3 separate regions of the Zea mays genome follow, and regions 1 and 3 are each linked to region 2. A link is a contact called in public Hi-C data. All regions are on one chromosome and are shown on one strand. The core of a region is the stretch at or near the end of the contact, and the rest is flanking DNA. Distances in the headings are between cores, read along the strand shown. Region 1 holds the start of LOC112552145. Region 2 holds the start of LOC103651107 (disease resistance protein RPS2). Region 3 holds the start of LOC103651104 (protein MICRORCHIDIA 6).

What was found. Hi-C and Micro-C count contacts between places; a contact is called where the count stands out from the background.
Region 1: a Hi-C map of tassel shows a contact between it and region 2, with 3 times the contacts expected there. The contact joins the promoter of LOC112552145 here to the promoter of LOC103651107 in region 2. A contact is called at or near these places in 5 of 25 Hi-C or Micro-C datasets (ear, leaf, root tip and 1 more).
Region 3: a Hi-C map of leaf shows a contact between it and region 2, with 5 times the contacts expected there. The contact joins the promoter of LOC103651104 here to the promoter of LOC103651107 in region 2. A contact is called at or near these places in 2 of 25 Hi-C or Micro-C datasets (ear and leaf).

Annotation. Positions count from the first base shown.
Region 1 is chr3:193,591,338-193,595,430 of Zm-B73-REFERENCE-NAM-5.0, forward strand. LOC112552145 reads right to left here and starts at 1,586. Exons shown (of 2, transcript NM_001363917.1): 1 at 1,410-1,586; 2 at 520-1,314. The coding sequence starts at 1,562. The coding sequence ends at 688. LOC100275005 reads right to left here. Exons shown (of 6, transcript NM_001149226.1): 3 at 3,550-3,663; 4 at 2,584-2,664; 5 at 2,165-2,338; 6 at 1,753-2,012. The coding sequence ends at 1,923. It overlaps LOC100501828, which reads left to right. Exons shown (of 2, transcript NM_001196479.1): 2 at 1-276. The coding sequence ends at 136.
Region 2 is chr3:193,430,300-193,434,937 of Zm-B73-REFERENCE-NAM-5.0, forward strand. It overlaps LOC103651107 (disease resistance protein RPS2), which reads right to left and starts at 2,561. Exons shown (of 3, transcript XR_004857334.1): 1 at 2,230-2,561; 2 at 1-1,980.
Region 3 is chr3:193,290,368-193,295,003 of Zm-B73-REFERENCE-NAM-5.0, forward strand. It overlaps LOC103651104 (protein MICRORCHIDIA 6), which reads left to right and starts at 1,655. Exons shown (of 18, transcript XM_008676707.4): 1 at 1,655-2,255. LOC100279082 reads right to left here and starts at 1,415. Exons shown (of 1, transcript NM_001152132.2): 1 at 298-1,415. The coding sequence starts at 1,336. The coding sequence ends at 530.

The sequences.
Region 1 (4,093 bases), core at 336-2,835, 160 kb after region 2:
CCATGCCAAGCAGCTGAGCACCGGCGGCGAGCTGCTCACGGTCGTTTGGTTCTTGATGGCGCACTTCGGGGTAGGCGAGCAGTATAGGATTGAGGCGGGGCATGCAAGAGCTAAACTGATCGTACAGAAGAACTGAGGTTAGCAGTAGCACAAATTATATGTTGGTGAGCGGAGCGGCGTTCAAAATTTATGCAAATACTGTACGTGCATATCTTGGAAAAAAAAGCCTTGCAATCTGCAAAGGTGTTTTTTAAATGAGAAGGCAATGGTTTCACTAGACCAGAAATGGTACTTGCTCAGAAGCAGTATGAGTGTATGACAGGTGAAATCCGCAAGTTGCTGAAAGCAGCATGCACACCCAAATGAGTCAATGATCCAAATCCAGGCTAAATGTAATGCACTCTATAGATTGGATGCCAACGACTAACTCGAGCCGGGAAGTCATGAACCACACTATGCCCTCACTTAGGGCCTGTCTGGATCCATGGCAGTTGTGCAATGCACAGCGTGCTAGCTTGATCGAATATAGAATCGCATAATTTGACCTAATCAGCAGACAATTTTACGACCTTAACCTACGTGCCCCAGACACCAGACACCAGACATCAGCAGCAAGAAAAAAGTGGAACACCGAAAGCGCAACGCGTTGCAGGATATTGAGCACCTCCTCTCTGATAGTTTCAACTTTCAAGACCTTGGCGACGAAGGATTCGAGAAAACCGGCGGCGCGGGGAAGCTAAAATCGAGGTCCGGGATCTCAGGCACGATCTTCTTGGCGCTCCGGCCGCGGTTGCCGTCGAAGACGAACGCCGCCGTGACCGGCGACTCCGTGTCAACGCTGCTGATCCTCAGAAGCTCCAGCGGCAGGTCGAAGTACGCCGACACCTCCTCTTCTTCCTCGCTCGCGCCCGTGCGCTCGAACGCGGCGCCCGAGGACGACGAGCTGTACTTGAACCTCTCCATGGAGGCCACCTTCGACACCGTGCTCGAACGGTCCCCGGCAGGCCCGGCCGTGTTCGCCTCGCTCAGGCTCATGGACTGCTGCTGCTGCATCGACCGCCTCCTGGACAGGCCCGGCAGGTACATGCACAGGACGCCGCACCAGAAGCCGTCCCCGCCGATCTTGCCCTGCCGCGCCTTGCGGTAGTTAATCGACGACGCGTTGCTCGAGAGGTCGGTGACCGACGAACCGGAGCGGAATCGCCGGCCCTCCTCTTCATCGTCTGCTACTCGAGCTTCAGCTTCTCTCTTGAAGGAAGAGGCATCTTCTTGGCTCATGGCACAAGGAAAAGTGAGCTTGCCGGAGCTCTCTACCTGTGCGTGCATTGTGCAATTGAGAAGAAAAACACATGGAATGGGCTTCACGAAATGGTGGAGAGCACATCAGGGCAGCAGTCGTGTGGTCATACATTGTCTCCAGGCCATGCTGTGTCGGTGAGCTGTTCGGTTGACTTCTCACTTGATCGTATCCGAAAGCTTGGAGCCATGGGCGGTTGGGCCAGCGAGCCTGCGATTCTGTCTACACAACTGTGATCAGCTGTTTCCTTGGATGGGCAGGTCATGGTGTATTACATTATCAGGTAGTACATGATATCATTGACTCTTTGTTCGTGGCTCCTACCAAGTTAGGATTTTGAATAAATCCCAGTCAATCAAATGTTGACAAAAACTTTATTTATTCAAATATATTCTTCTTTAAAAAAACCTTGGTTTAGATTACTGGCAAACAACAAGAAGTTATATTTCACACGATTTTTTTAAAAAAAACTATCTTACATTCCAAAATTTGGAATTTGACATCTATACAAGTTGTCATATCTTTGCAACACTGGCGTAAAAAATGTTACTGATTAACTAGCCTTGTAACTCAGATTTACAAGAATGCAGCAACATCTCACATTCTCACTCAAGAAGGGGAGGAGCTACTGCAGAGAATTGTAGAAAAGAATTAGGACGACTGAGATCCCAATAATAACCGGAAAAGCTGTCAACAAATACAAGGCACCATATCCCTGCAGAACAAAACAAAAAAAAACACGTTAAAATAAGTGGTATAAGAACATTAAGGTATGAGCATTTAGTTGAAAGTTGTTCTTTTTGCTTGCTTTACCCACAATAGCCATGAGTATAAAATTTGCTGGAGTACTTTCAAAGACAAACTTACCACTGCAGACGGCACTTCAGTTTCATCATCGTCCTCCTCTTCGCCATCTATATCAGCAGCAGAGTCCCAGTCAAGGTTAAGTCTTTTAGCAGCTGTCTCAGGATCGATGCCAGTATCTGTGGCTTTTGCATAGACAGATTTCCCAGGTTTGCTCTTCTTTTTTGGAGCTTCTATCTGTACAATGGATTTGAAAACGGAAACTCCATGTTAAAATTCAGTTATAACTTAACATTCATTAAAGAGAGAGAAAACAACTGTGGTACTCAAGAAATTGTTGAAAGATGGAAAAAAAACTAAATAAAACGAAGGGAACAATGAAGTATGGGTGAAAGAATACTAGACTCAGGGAAATGACACTAGTGGACTCTTGCTGGTAATGCAGTGGGGCGGAAGGAGAATAATTGAGTTTTCACTGTTACCTCAATGTCTGGCCATTCTGCCATCTCCTTGGCAAGCAACTGAAGTGCAACACGATTCTCTGGAATCTTTCCTTCGTTAACCTATATAATATATATGCAAACACGGCATTAGTGGTCCAGGTTTTTGCAAGAAATTACATCTTCATCATTATGTGATCTGACCAATTAGCAGCCAACACAGGTACTGTTCATGTGAAGTGACAAACGTTAGCAGTAGCACTACGAAGGTGAAGAATGTATCAGTATTTTATTTCTTTTTAAATTGGGGCTCCACAAATCTAGAATCATTATGTCTTTGTTGAGAACCAAGACAACAAACTTTGTAAGAATATGCATACTGTTTCCATATGAATCTGTTATTTCCAGTTAAAAACAAGCAGCCATATTGCTTTTTTCTGTTTTATATTTCAGTGTGGTCATTGTATAATTCTTTCTTCAGTTTTGTTTAGCCTCCCGGGGCCTGTAACTCTTCTGTATTAATGAAATCGGCACTGCCTCCTGCTGGTTTGTTCAAAAAAATATATTTCTGGGTGGAAGAGGAGATCATAATGGAACAAATTTGATATGATTAGTGACGTTTTAAGAAAAAATAGGGAGACGAAATAGATAGGGGATAGCTTAAAACGTTATCTATTGACTTTGCACAATCATTCACAATGATATGTGGAAAGAAAGACAACATGGCTTGCATGATACAATGAAAGGACATACTTAAGATTTCTCCTCCGCATTATTATCATTATCATATACCCACAGCATTAGACTATGCAGGTATCTTTTTTAATTAAATATCAGTGGAGCATTACATTGCACCTAGATACATAAAATATATGCCAGCGGTAAAAGTGGATGAGGATGCCAGTAGGCAACCCACAATATTCACAAACGGAATGAGCAATAATATTCACTTGCAAGAGACTGTCAGAAAAGCTCCAGGTAGCATATTGCAGGGAAACGGTGATGTACCTCAGCCAAAGCGTCAGCTAAATCATCCCTAGTAATTTCATCAGGATCCTCTATCCCGAGTGTTCTCTTTCTTTCTATATCTCTAGGGTCCTCAATCATGATGGTAAGCTTAACCTGTTGTGATGCAGCAAAAAAAGTAGCAATAGTGTCAGTTTTTTTATCAGCAACAAGAAACATGCAGCGCTATAAAGTTTGGAAAGTGTTACGCAGCTGGAACAAAAGATGGGCAATACCTTTTTTTAAGCATGTATAACCTCAGTAGACACGCGTAGGATAGGGCCCTTATCTATCTATCCTAATATTGCAAGTTGAGTTACTCCAAACATCTGTTGACACTCAAATCGGGCCCAGGTCAATTTTAAGAGGCCCCCACGATTAGTTTTGACCTAATCTAAAAAAACACTGTAAAAACAACATAATAATTGTACCACGTGGTTTTCCAACGGGATAAGACGGCCCCTGCTCCCTACAAAACAGGGGTTACATGGTCAATTGAGATATCTAACGCGCAATCGATCTTTTTACATTTAACACTCTTTTTTCC
Region 2 (4,638 bases), core at 1,311-3,810:
TGGGTCAAAGGGATGTCCTGGGGGGTACCACCGAATTCGAGGCCCCACAAACGCCATGAACTGGATGAGGGATCTCAACCTCGTTTGGGACCGATTGAGCATCCGACACAAGCATCACTTCTTCCGGAAGCTTAGGCAAAAGAGCTTCACAAGGAGATGCATTTGGCATTTGTGGAGATAACCGACTGGAGCTTCAAAGAATAACTTTCAAACGACCACATCCAAACATATTTCAACCCGACTGGAGATGCATATGTCAAAATTTGTGAACAATCGTCATCACAATTTTGACATATTTCAACCAGTCATCTTCAGAGCCAATGGAGATCAACTGTCAAAATATTGTCCCAGATGCAACATGGGACAATAAACCCTCAATTGATATGTTGACAGGGTCGTTTAAATTGCAACTAATCTCCTCACAAGCTCTTGCGAAAATCTAGCCAAAAGAGGGCCTTTCATCGAACATCACATTCACGTTCTTCATTACATCAAAACTAACATTCCTATAAACATCTTCCTCCACGCTTCCTCCACGTTATAGTGTCACTAGGGTGTCCATCTATTACAAACACGGATTCATAACTCAATAACCATTAAAGATGGTACCTGACTAACACTATCAACTAATGCCTAACTAAATACTATCCCCATCTACTAATATACTAATGCCTAAATACTTACTAAGTAATAAATAAGTAATAGATAATTGCTTACATATAACTATATACTACTACCTATATACTTACTAATCTAATAATGCCTAAACACTTAATACTAACTATACACTAATAAATAACTAACCACATCAAGCAGTTATATGATCGATTAATATTGTGTAAAAAACGAGTATACCTGAGGCCGTCGTGTAGTCAAGCTATAGGTGGCGGAGGTGATGGAATCGAACGACCTCCTATCTACATCGACGTCCAAATATAACATGCCATCGACGTCCAAATATAACATGCCATCGACGTATATAATCACCATCGACGTCCAAATATAACATGCCATGCTTTATGAGAACATCAAGAATTTCCTTGCCAATATGGTTAACCTCATCAAAATCAGTAGTTTTCTGGAGTAGACCATCTGTTTTCCAGTGCCAGATTTTTGACTGAAATTCCTTGATCCTCCGGGAAGAGTAGGCAGTACAGCAAGCATCGTCGCACATTATTGTTAGGAAGCTGCTGGTATCCAAATTTCACCAGGCGCTTCATGGTGTTTAACGCTGATGTCTGAGCTTCTAGAGTGACATGCGCTTTTGCGACCAACTCATCAAATGCTTCTTGTGTAGGTGAGCCATACAGAACCCCAGCCAATAGAATGACTGTGAGCGGCATGCCAAAACAGCAACTGATTAAGTCATGTGCAAAGTTGATATCTTTTCCAATCTTTTCACGCAGCAGGTCGTATGACTCTTCATAAGTAAGAGGTTGTGGCATTATAACTACATCTGGCTCCATGATTGATTCTCCCCTCACAGTTCGTGTAGTCACAAATATTTTTGAGCCAAGACTTTGCTGTCGAGGACGAGGAACTCCCAGGTATTCTAAGATACCCTCTTCAGTAAAATAAACATTATCAAGAACAATGAGGAATTTCCGTGCTGTGAGATATTCCTTGATTATGGCCTTGGTTCTTTCTACAGACAAGTTATCTCCTTTGTTACATGAAAGAGATGCTGCAATCTTATTGAGACACTGTCTCATGCTACAGTTAATTGACAAGGGAACCCAAACATACTCTTGAAAGAGATTCGAAGTCCTTGCTGCCCGGTATGCAGCCTTCGCAGCCCATGTCTTTCCAGAGCCAGCAATACCTTGGATGACAATTACTCCAACATCTGGACGAACAAGCAGCCCGAGCATATGTTGGAATGAAATCACCTGACCGTGATTTATAGTTTGCAGCCTTGGAAATCGGATTGTCTGCCTTTGCCTCCAAGAGGAATAATAGGACGCCATTATGCTGCTTATCCTGTTTTTTTTTCCAGTTGTATTTCTTGGGTTAGTCTGGTCAACAATAGGACGACATATACAAGTTTAATAGAATCACACACACACTACTAGTATTTGTTACAGAAACTTGTTGGTTTGGGCGTATGCCCTTTTCTCCATTTAGATAAGTATCTTTTGCTGTTTTGCATGATATGCATCTCTAATTTGGGGATAAAAGTAACACGGCACAAATGAGAAACCAAAATTCAGAAAACGAGAAAGCACCCACCTGCTGTCCCGTGCGGCTCAAAGATGTTGGAGAGGAGCATTCGCACCGAGGCGCTTCAGCGATTTCCAGTGGCCCTGCGCCCTAGGGTATGCGATATGCCGGCAGGCGGCAGCTGTGGAATGGGAGAGATGCAGGAACTGAGGAGGGCGGGCAACGAGCAATGTCCAGGTCGAAAACCCGCCAAAATTTGGTGAGGCGTGGGAGCTCGCCTGTCGCCTAGAGAAAGGCGGACGCAGTATTGCGAAGGCGAGACCTTGACTTGAGTAGTAGGCCAGTAGGGTAGACAAGACGATCGTATCGAGAATTCGAGACCCTGTCACTGGCACGCGGCTGAGAAGCCTGTTTGTGGTAGAAAATCCGTTTTGAGTTGCCCTGCCTCGCCAATCCGTATAGATCACTGACGTGACCTATAAAAAATATCCTACAATTTAAAAATGAATATATTTAATATAATTTAGTGCACCAACAAAATATCTAGTTCCAACTGTAAAGCCTTAAATGTATATTATAGTACAGCTCAGTACAATATAGTGTATTTGAGTTACTTGAGAGTGTGTTTTATAATTTTTTGACCAAATTTTATAAAATGAGGCGTTGTTGGAGTAGTTTTTCCTGTGTAAAGCTCTATATTTCAATTTGAGGCAGCAGTTTGAAGTATTATTGGATATGCTCTCACATGAGGGCTGTAAAGGCTCTCTAGCGTCACCTATCATAATTTCTATTTCAAACTCCACTCTATAAACAGTGTTATCTTATCGGTGTTTCGTACCTCGCTCCGACAAGTAAATTTATTGTGCGCAATTGCGCGTTCCGGGCTCTGGAGGGTGTGCGCGGAGGGCGCAAGATTTATACTGGTTCGGATAGAACATCCAATATCTAGTCATCGGTGACTTGCACTACCATCACCATTGATGAGGAAACTCGTAGTAGGGGTTATAAGCAATCGAGAGATGGAGGGAGGCTCTCATGTCTCTTGTTGGGGTGGAAGTGGAGCTTAGAAGCTGAGAGGTGGAGTCCTAGCTAAGTCTTGATTTAGTGGGGGCTCCGGCCTCCTGGTCCTCGTCGGCGCTCCTCCTCCTATTCATCCTTGTGGGCTCGTTTCCGTCTGAAGGCCTCCGGTCGTCTCCAAGTCGATATCCTCTCTCCGTCCTCTCGTCCTGAGGCGACCCTCTCCCTTTTATAGATCGGGAGAAGGATCGGCCAACGGTGACTCCTCTAGGAAGGAGCCATAAGGTAGGGGTAAAATTAGTGTTTTACCTCGGGTAAGTCCATGTGTACTCGCGGGGCCTAGGGCTGCCTGGCTATCGCGTATTTATCGTAGTGGATGACGCGGGGGCGGCGATGGTCCTAGTTGCATCATTCCGGCTATGTCGAGACCTGGCTTCTGTAGCCTAGGGCTCTGTGCAGTCCGTCGTGTAGTGCCCTGCGGGAGGTATGCGCATTCAGGCCTAGTCCGATAGGCCATAAGTGTGTCGCAGTCCGTGGGCGCGCGAGCCATTAATGCACAGTAGTCCGAGGGTTTGTAGGTCATGAGTGCTATGCGGCCTGAGGGGTCCTTAGGTCATGAGTGGAAAGTGGACTGGTGGTCACGCTGTGGCTCGATGTTAGGCGTGGTTAATGCGGCCAGCCATTTACGGCAGGTCAGTCCGAGGCCGGGCGCGGGATCCACTCGAGTGGTTCCCTTTCGACACGCTCGTCCTCCTTGTCAGGCTCCGGCACACCCAGCCCCAGGCTCGGTGCCGCGGGTTTGACCGGGGGTGGGTCCTTCTAGAGTTGGTGTGCCTGTCTCTTCTAACTAACTAACGGACCCAACGATCTGGGGCCCTTTCCTAAGCGCGTTCACTGACTGGTGGGTCCAGGGACCGGGGACCATTTCCCCAACAATAGCCCCCGAGCCCTAAAGGGGAGAGTGTCTCCCTTTGGGGGCTGATAACGGGTCGGACATGTGTCGGGTTGGACATTGTCTTATTCCTTTTTGTCGCTTGTCGTTGTCGAATGTAACCAGCAAAGTCCACTGTTGGCTTCAGTTGGACGCTATAAATAGGGGCTCGCTCCGTGCTTACCCCCAACAGACTTCAGTCGTTGCTTTGTGTTTTCTAAAAGCGGTATTTAGTTGGGATGGTTTTGTTGCCTCCAACCTCTCGGGGTCTCATCGGCTGGTCATGGATCACGGTAAGCGCCTAGCTTCGGAGTGCTCTTACTAGGGCCGGTCTAAGCACCGCACATCGTAGGAAAGGTGGGTAGTGACCAAGCACTCACTCAACTCCCGCCCCTCCATCGTATCGGTGACTAACCTTCCTCACAGGGCGATGGGCTCAAGCGTCAGAGGAGAGATCATATCGCTTTCGTTTTCTAGCTCGCCGAACGGGGAGTCGAAGGTTGGCCCTTATGGTGGCGAACTTGCATCGC
Region 3 (4,636 bases), core at 405-2,904, 140 kb before region 2:
ACAAAAATAGTGTAGTAGTAGTAAAAGTCGATACAGATTTCGAATTAAAGCCTTTATAGAAACAAAAATAATGTAGAAGTAGTAAAAACAATATGGATTAAAGACAAGGCTCACCAAGATGATCAACGGAGTATGTTCGAACTTATCAAGATAGAGATGTTTTTTTGGATATTGTAAACAAACAAGAATTGACTGGGCTGTCAGGAATCAGGATAGAGATGTTTTTTTGGATATTGTAAAAAAACAAGAACTGGAATACAAAACCAAGAATTGGAAAGGAATAGGATAATGTTTTGAGAACTCTTGAAGATGCTTTAATCTGAGAATCATCACACACACACAAAGATGTCCGAAAAAGTATATGAACAACTACAAGATGAAACCATTATTAAACGGCGAAAACAACAAATGAGACTTCGGGGTTCAGTTCATTGCACTACCTCCACAGCTACACTACTCTGCTTCCCTCAAGCGGAGTTCTCATTCGACCGCGTGCACGAGATCATCGAAGAATCACGTGCGTTTTACATCACACGAGGAAATGCTGCAGGTACCGGAGCCCCTCGTCGGCGCACACGTACCGACACTCGCACATCACTCCGAGCCTCACCTTCCCGACGGCCTTCTCCTCCCCAGCCAGCTCTACCACCACCTCCGCGTCCAGCTTGGCGCCGCCGCAGCCGGGCGCGGGCAGCCTCGCCGAGACCCCCGCCTCACCTCTGCCGCCGAAGGCGACGGCTCCTGCCGCCCTTGCCGCCGGCACCTTGGCGTCCATCATCAGGACCGCCGCGGGTTCCTCGCCGCGGCGCGCCGCCGTCCGCACCGCCGTCCACCTGACGCGCCACTCCCCTGGCCCGATCGCCCCGTTCCGACCGCTCAGGTCGACCCCGAACAGGAACAGCCCCGCGGAATTCTCGACGTGGGCGGCCTTGTCCGCGGCTACCAGGAAGGACAGCGTGCTGTCGCCGCCGGCCGTGACGACGTCGACGGCGAACGAGACGTCCGCGAGGGCGAGGCGCGGGGCCGGGAGCGCGCGGCAGCGGACGGACGCGGAGCGGAACAGCTTGAACAGGCGTCGGTGGGGTGGGGAGGAGCACCGCCGGTCGCTGTCGGTGTCGGGGAGGAGGCCCAGCGCGGAGGGGAAGTGCTGCGCGCAGAGCCGCGCCCAGAGGTCGTCCGCGGCGAAGGCGGTGTGCCACGAGGTGGACACGCAGGACGCCGCCGCGAGGGATGCGGCGTCGAGGAACGGCGCGACGAGGTGGAGCGCCTCCCACGGGGGTGGCGACGGCGGCGTGGGCCGCCGCGGCATTGCTCTCGCCTCGCTCTCGTCGTCCATCTCGGAACAGGCTGAGCTCGTATTCGTATTCGAAGTAGCTCGGTGTCCTTGCGGTCTCGCCTTTACGTGATTGATCCGTGCGCGTCACTGGTCACTGCGTTTATTTATCAGCGAGCGGCCGAGACCGTGCGGACGTCGAAGTACGGCAAGGGATGCGGGGAAGGAACGAGTTGCTGTGGGAGAAGATTGGACGGGGCGCAGGGCGGGGTGTGAGCGCGGGTGGAGCACACGTGGTCGGGCACGATCACGGTGGCTCGGCATGCGCTAGGCGCGTGGCGCGCGAAGAGATGCCTTCGAACGGAGCGCGCCGGGAGTCGGCAACCAGGACAGGCGGGAGCGCTGAACCGTGGCGGTGACCGGCCGCCGGTGGCTGGGCCCAGCGTTAGCATTGGGTCGGGACGGTAGGGCCGCATGTGGGCCGCCCAGCCGATAAGGCCACACTGCTGCAGCAGAGAGGCCCGTTTGGTCCTTTTCTTCCGGATTTTATTTATTTATAGATTCATCTCCAAGCAGAGGTTTGGATTCTGCTTATCCCCTCAGATTCTTGAACAGATCTGGAGTTAGTTCCTACCACGAAAATATCTAGGGCGGTTTCCTATCCTATAAATATGCAACTTGGATTCTATGGTGCCCACCGTCAGAGGAGCACATGTTTGCGGTGCTAGGGTTTTGTTTTGTCATCTGCCACAAGCGATTGACATATCGGAGGATTGGTCATATAAAAATCCCTTAAAAGCCTTGGGGTTGGTTGATGTGATCCATATCAAAAGTAGGATCTGCAGTTGGAAGGCAAGAAGAAAAACGATCTGTTCATACCAAGACCATTCAAAGTCTTGGAGCCTTTTCTTTTATACGATTTATCTACAGCACTGCAGTTGAAAGGCAACTAGGGAAAAAAAGATTGAACTGCATTCTAGAGGTAATATTTTTTCCTTTTTCTTTTAGAGTGTATGAAGAACAGGCTCGATGCAGCGTCCTGACTCCCCTTTCAGTTTCCTTTGTCTTTTAGAGCGTGTTTGCTGTTATTTTCTCTTGTTCTTGAAAGATATGGTTTACCTGTGCCTTCTTCATATTTGTTTTTCTTTGTCCTCTTATTGCTCGTGTATTGCTACGATTTCTATATACGGTTTTTGGTAAGTATAAAGAAGAAGAAGAATGAGATATAAAGGAGATAATCTTTTTAATAAGACTATAAAGAAGGCATATAGAGGATATGATTGAAGATAGTCTAGTCCATTCGTCATCTGAGCTAATTGATAAATTATGATCTAATTATTCATGAAAGATGGCATCTAAATCTAAAGTAAATAATAATAATTGTCGGACTTTTGGCTTGTTTCTCTCCTCGAACTGCAGCACATAAGGGTGACAATGAGCTCTAAATTTTATACTATAAAATTCAAGGATCGGACCCTATTTCCATTCATTTTGAACTAGAATTTATTTAGGGCCCTACCATTTTGTGAATAACCATTTGGATCGCGATCCATTACCACCCCTAGCAGCACACTGCCATTTTTTCATCCTATCGTGAGGTATTGTCATCATGAGGTACTGTCGAGCTACAACTCGATCGTGCATAATATGTCTTATGCACGATGCACGATCGAGCTGCACCAAGAAGGGGAGGACAAACACATTCTCAGATTTGCAACTGATGGCAAACACTAAGCTAAAGCTACTTATGAAAGCATTTTCATTAGATTAGTCCAGTTTGAACTTTGTGTGAGACTTTGGCACTCATGGCTCCATCGAACTGTAAGTTTTTTATGTGGTTATCTGACCAGTTACAAAAACAATGGCTTGAACACCTGGAACGATGTTCGCTTTGATCAAGAACATGGGTCCATAGACCATCTGTTAATTGGATGTGTATTTGCGAGGAATTTCATCAACCTCTAGGTGTAAGGTATTGCTGAAAAGGGACTTAATACCTTAATCTTCCTTGGATTTTGGACCCTTTGGAACCATAGAAATAGTTGAGTCTTTGGGAATAACACCCCAAATTTAGAGGCCGTCATTAGAAGGGCTGAGGAAGAAGAGAGTCGTGGGAGATGGCAGGGGCCAAGCGTGTCTCTCTCCTAACACCCTTAATTCTAGGGTTGTAGGCTTTTGGTAATTTCTTAGGAGTTTTTAATGGACTCATTTATATATCTTTGTACCATGTTCTGGTCCATTTTAGTCATTTTTCTTCTTAAATAATGATACATATATCTTCTGCGTGCTCGAGAAAAAAAATCTTAATCTAATCTAGAGGCCAAAATAGTTCCACCAAATGAAGGGGTAAATTAGCTCTGAGTGGCGGTTATAAATTAGGTGATAGGAGAAAATATGTACCGAAAAATTTGGTAATAGAAACAGAGATGTTGGGAGAGGAGTAGAGGAACGAGAAGGATATTGGTCGTGTATCCCAATCTAATGTGGAAGGGTCTCTAGCCGAGTTGGTTAGGTGGTCTGAGTAGCACTCCTCGGGTCCTGAGTTTGACTCCCCATCAGAGTGAATTTCAGGTTGTGGTTAAAAAAGTCCCTCGTCTGTCCCATGCCAAAGCACAAGTCTAAGGCTTGATTTCGCTCGCGGTTGTATTCTCACCTGGGCTACAATGCTGTTGTGTACGATTGGGACAGGGGTTTATGGGTTTTCTCGACATGCGTGAGAGGGTATTTTTTTTAATATAATGCCTGGGAGCTCTCTTACCTCCGCAGGTCGAATTTTTTATCCCAATCTAATCTAGAGGACTAAATAGTGTAGAGAAATAATGAGCGGCTTATTTGGTTTGTGACAATTTAACCCTGTTGAAATTTGGCAAGCTCAAATTTTTTTGGTAGTTTTAGTTGGTAGTTAATGGTAGAAGCAGTTATATTTCTCTTTTATCTTCTAAATTTTGGCCAAGTTTGATCAATCAATTTGTACATCAAAAATTTTGTGCACCTAGATTTGGAGGGAGGTGATGGGGGTATGATATTGTTGCGATTTTGTTTTCTGGATATTTCTTCGTCTTATGTGAATTTTCTCTGTTCTAACATATAGTTCGTGCTAACGCTACGATCACGAAGAGGAGAGGGATCGACGATGGCGACGACACATAGGGAGGGGTTGACAGCAGCGACATCGACAACACGAGTGAGGGAGAGGTGGCGGCAGGGACGCAAGGGGATGGGAGAGGAGGTTGTTGCGGTGGGGTCGCGAGGGCGGGGAGGGATGAGGAATGATCCAAATAATATTGTCCATTGGATTTGGGTAAGGGAGATGGGGTTATCCAGCGATCTGAACTGTTGGTTTTGATTGTGTGTTAAGTCTGA